2 separate regions of the Mus musculus genome follow, and region 2 is linked to region 1. Evidence: chromatin contacts called from public promoter capture Hi-C data. All regions are on one chromosome and are shown on one strand. Each heading gives the region's core, a stretch centred on a gene start, on an enhancer-like site or on the middle of the called end of the contact. The rest is flanking DNA. Distances are from core to core; before and after follow the strand shown.

Evidence for each region. Promoter capture Hi-C pulls out the DNA fragments that hold promoters and counts their contacts.
Region 2: a contact with region 1 is called in a promoter capture Hi-C map of liver. The contact joins the promoter of Fabp4 here to the enhancer-like site in region 1. A contact is called at or near these places in 5 of 39 promoter capture datasets (the 3T3-L1 cell line, liver, macrophages and 1 more), 1 of 484 Hi-C or Micro-C datasets (adipose-derived mesenchymal stem cells), 1 of 115 datasets of contacts at active chromatin or transcription factors (heart atrium) and 3 of 9 other capture datasets (adipose tissue, liver and macrophages).

What each region holds. Positions count from the first base shown.
Region 1 is chr3:10,122,493-10,125,042 of GRCm38.p6, reverse strand. No RefSeq gene overlaps it. Among named protein-coding and RNA genes, the nearest start is that of Gm33365, 59 kb to the right of the region's middle. Within about 2 kb of position 1,277, at least 15 of the 459 cell types and tissues checked have an H3K27ac peak or open chromatin away from gene starts, as enhancers often do. A contact at or near this core is called in liver, where this site is marked.
Region 2 is chr3:10,207,331-10,209,880 of GRCm38.p6, reverse strand. Fabp4 (fatty acid binding protein 4, adipocyte) reads left to right here and starts at 1,265. Exons shown (of 4, transcript NM_024406.3): 1 at 1,265-1,442. The coding sequence starts at 1,370.

The DNA.
Region 1 (2,550 bases), core at 28-2,527:
ATCTATTCACAGAAGCATAGCCAATTTCCCAGTGGCCAGCCCCTTTAAAACAAAACAACCTGAGTCTGTCCTAGCTGCAGCCCCATCAGAAACCATCAGTTCTGGAGAGCTATACTTCAGCATCCTTATCACAATTTTTAAGAGTTCTCTTTGATGACTTTCTGTCTAGACTGTTACTGTTTTTGAGTAGTGGGATAGCATGGAGGTTGGAATTGTCACATGTCCCTTCTATGCCCCTCTTTCTCAACTATGAGTCTCTAGTCATCAATGCCATGTCAAAAAGGACTCCCTTGCCCTTTAGGAACAGGGACCGTGGACTTCCACATGGTTTCCTGTAGCAGCATAAGACATGAACCTCAGCATGGTCTCCAATGGCAGAACAGACCATAGACAGGCCATGGACACCACCATAGCCCTCAGTTGCCACAAAGGCCAAAGACATCCACATGCCCCACCAGCAGTAGTATGACCCACAGACATCAATATGGCTTCAGGTAGCAACACTTGGCCCCAGCCTATTAAAGGACCCTGGATATTGATGTAAACCTCAGGCTTCCATATGGCCTGGGGCAGCAGGCCACAGATACTTAAGTGGCCTCCTGGGGCAGCATGGATCATAGGGGTCCAATTCAGAAAAGGAACCTTTCTTTATCTCCGATGTCTTGTTATTGCCCAGAACTAGGGAGATCAGGGCAGTGTGTTTAAGGGCGGAGTCTGCACAAGCTCCAGGCTGTAAAGCACTCTATCAGCCCTGCTCAGCAACAACACATTCCTGGCATGCATTGCACCTCTCTCACACCTGTCACTGTGCTGAGTCTCCATCACCTCTCCCCTTCAGGCACTCTCCACTCTATTCCTCTACTGTTCCCACCTATCCATCACATATTAGTTTGATGTCATGGCATTGGACAGTGCAATGTGACACATAGGTTTGTTTGTTTGTGTTTTGGTTTGGTTTCCCAATGAGCTTTAAATGCACATATTTTTTGCAACTAGTCGTTGGTCTGGTTCAAGGTTTCTGGTTTCTGAAGCACCACGAATCCAGAACCATTGCTGAAACTCATCTCAGATATCCTGCTGTTGCCTAGAGTCAGGGAGATGGCTAGGTAAGGCATTGTGGGGGTGGGGGGAGGTAGCAAATTCTGTTCAATATCCTGGCTGCCAGGAAGCTTGCAAAGCTTGACCTTTGTACTTATAGGCTCTCAGAAGTGTGGTTGGCTTGAGCTGTCTCTCAGCAGGTCAATCAGCACAGATTGCCTTCACAGTGTTCTATGCTGTTCTATTGGTGCCAGCCAATGGTTCTAGGGCTGGCCCTATTCAGTAACAACTTGTTCTTCCAGAGGTTGGGGCCACTGGGCATCTTCTTGTCCTTGGTTCTGGCTTCACCACAGCTTACTGGATACAGTCTTTGTGTTTTCAGCCTGCTGGCTGAGACAGAGAGGACAAGGGTATAGATTCTTCATTCTCTCATGCATGGCTCTGTTCAGCCATCTCTTTCCAATTTTGTGAGTGCACTTTTTTAAAAATAATTTTTATTATTACGTATTTTCCTCAATTACATTTAGAATGCTATCCCAAAAATCCCTCATACCCTCCCCCCCACTTCCCTACCCACCCATTCCCATTTTTTGGCCCTGGCATTCCCCTGTACTGGGGCATATAAAGTTTGCCTGTCCAATGGCCGACTAGGCCATCTTTTGATACATATGCAGCTAGAGTCAAGAGCTCCGGGGTACTGGTTAGTTCATAATGTTGTTGCACCTACAGGGTTGCAGATCTCTTTAGCTCCTTGGATACTTTCTCTAGCTCCTCCATTGGGGGCCCTGTGCTCCATCCAATAGCTGACTGTGAGCATCCACTTATGTGTTTGCTAGGTCCCGGCATAGTCTCACAAGAGACAGCTATATCTGGGTACTTTCAGCCAACGCTTGCTAGTGTATGCAATGGTGTCATCGTTTGGAGGCTAATTATGGGATGGATCCCTGGATATGGCAGTCTCTAGATGGTCCCTCCTTTTGTCTTAGCTCCAAACTTTGTCTCTGTAACTCCTTCCATGGGTGATTGTTTCCAATTCTAAGAAGGGGCAAAGTGTCCACACTTTGGCTTCGTTCTTCTTCAGTTTCATGTGTTTTGCAAATTGTATCTTATATCTCGGGTACACTAAGTTTCTGGGCTAATATCCACTTATCAGTGAGTACATATCAATTGAGTTCTTTTGTGATTGTGTTACCTCACTCAGGATGATGCACTTTTTAAAAGCATCTTTCCATAAGACTTGGTCTCTTTCCCTCTCTCTCTTTCTCTCCCCCCTCCTCCTCCTTCCTTCCTTCCCTCTCTCTCTCCTCTCCCTCTCTCTCTCTCTCTCCCTCTCCCTTTTCCTCTCCCTCCCCTTCCCCTTCCCTTTAGCCCTCTCTCTTCCTTTCTTTCCTTAGTTGTTCTGAAGCTGTTCGGGACTTTTCAAACTCTTTTCCAATACATCACCTTTTGGAGCCTCTCCAGGTCCCTCAGACTCTTTGGAGTTTCATGGTGGTTACAGACTGCAATTTTGGT
Region 2 (2,550 bases), core at 16-2,515, 85 kb before region 1:
AATTTATCAAACTTTTACAGTAGCCCATTTTCCTACAGAAAATATCATGTTTCAGAGTCTGTTTCCCCAGACTTTGGGGGCTGGTAGGGACTTGGGAGCAGGTACTTCTCAGCGAGCCCCTGTACAGCAGTCCATCTCTCTCTAACACCCTGAAATGTGGGTGTGCTCGCAGGCACTGGTGTACATGTGAACATCTCCCATCATTCTGCTGTGAGGCAGGGAGGCTGAGAAACTGGATTACTTTATAAAAGCTATCTCAGATGAGTCACTGTGTCAAAGAAGAAAACAGGTTTTGATAATTCATGACCACATTACTTCTGATCATTCACATAAACCCACAATCTTTAGGTCTGCATGAAATTAAAACTTACAATATATTTCAAAAATGAAATGAGGGACATATTTTGCATTGGGACCCATTTTTGAAGGGTCTGTAAAAATGAGTACTACATGGCTATTTACGAATGGGAAGAATAAGGCTTAACTTTTAATGTAATTAAATCTGTGCACTACATTCCTGAGCAATGAGCAGAATGTATTTTAAGTATGTATTAAATATTTGAAATTATAAATCTAGGCCGCTGTAGCCCGCATCCAGAGGCAGGGGCAGCTAGGTTTCTTTGAGTTAGAGACCAGCCTGGTCTAGGTAGTAAGTTCCAGGACTACCAGAGCTGTGCAGCGAGACTGTCTCAAAAACCAAACCAAACCAAAACCCAACCCAAACCAAACAAAGCCAAACAACAACAACAAAAACAAAAAAACCCACCAAAAAAACCAAGGAAACAAAACAACCAAAAATCAAAAAACTAGGCTACTTTAAAATGTCATTATTTATTTTGTTAAAATTCCTGAGATAAACACTATTCTAACAAAAGAGCCATTAAGACTAAGAATCTCTAAGATAGTTTTTATGTTCTCAAATTCAGAAGAACTAAACACATTATTGCAGTATTAATAAAATAAAAACTCAAGATAAGAAGGTCAAATGTGTCCAAGATAATTGTCTCCTCCACAATGAGGCAAATCCATAAGGAATAATGGGGGGAAGTTCAATGCATTAGCTTTTGACAGTCAAAACAGGAACCTTTAAAATACTCTGTTCATGGTTAAAAATAATTTGTACTCTAAGTCCAGTGATCATTGCCAGGGAGAACCAAAGTTGAGAAATTTCTATTAAAAACATGACTCAGAGGAAAACATACAGGGTCTGGTCATGAAGGAAATGATCTGGCCCCCATTGGTCACTCCTACAGTCACATGGTCAGGGCATCTTTAAAAGTGAGCTATCTGGACTTCAGAGGCTCATAGCACCCTCCTGTGCTGCAGCCTTTCTCACCTGGAAGACAGCTCCTCCTCGAAGGTTTACAAAATGTGTGATGCCTTTGTGGGAACCTGGAAGCTTGTCTCCAGTGAAAACTTCGATGATTACATGAAAGAAGTGGGTGAGTGCTGTGGGGGTCGGGGTCCCCCGGGCTGGGGAGAGGGCTTGCAGCTGCCTTGCAGCCCGGGGGGACAGGATGGAGCTGTGGTGGGAGAAAATGCTGCTTCCCGCATGGAGGGTGTATGTAGAAGCCACAAGAAAAAGTCTGTCCTAGAAGTTTTCTCAAAGCTTCAAGCTCGTGATCCCTCCAGGTGAACCCGCAAGAAAGAGTCTACAGGACAATCTTTTACTCTCTGTAGAACGACAAGATGTGGCCTTCTTTGCCAAGCTTGCGATTCTGAGGTTCATTTGGCTACTTGCCTGTTTTCAACATCTCCTTTTACATGAAAAATTTGTAATAATTTAAAGAGAAAAATATTCCTTCCGTTTGTTTTTTTTTTTAAAGGATGGGGGCAACTTTTACTTAAAACTGAAGTCATGATATTGCCCCTCTTAGAAAACAAATCATGTTGGAAAATATATTTTAGCAAATTCTTTTCTGTCTCAATGTCAAGGCCTAAGAATGTGTGATTATTTTACAGTTGACAAAAGCTTGGCTTCCGGAGATACTTTCCTTCAAGGACTTAAAGGTTTCTTCGTTGGTTTAGAGTGATATGTGATGTCATAGATTTGTGAGTAATTCAGAAGGAAAGCAGGGCATGCAAAGCACACATAGAACTTGCCCTTCCCACGATATGGGCTCACAACGGTCTATGTCCTGTCAACACTGCCCACAGGCTGCTGTGTGGCCAAACAGCTTTGCCTATCCGTATAGAGGGGCCATCGCCCAGCCAGCGATGTACTTCATCAGGAAGCGTCTGCTTTGAAGCCCTCTCTCCTGACCTCCCCATATTACAGAGTATCTCCGTTAGGACAGACTCCCCTCAACCTGCAAACCTTCCCTCAGTTATACAGTGGGAACTTTTGGTTGTCTGTCAATATTGTTGTCTTGTTTGCAGACAAGAAGAATATCGGGAATTTCAGCATGACTTAGCCCATCGACTGTTTACTGTTCAGTGTGGTAGTTACTATGCACTGAGCCAGAAATACCAGGGCTTGAGACACTTTTAGCTCTTGACCACTTGAAACATTTCATACTGCTACCATTCCTATCTAAATTATAATGACAC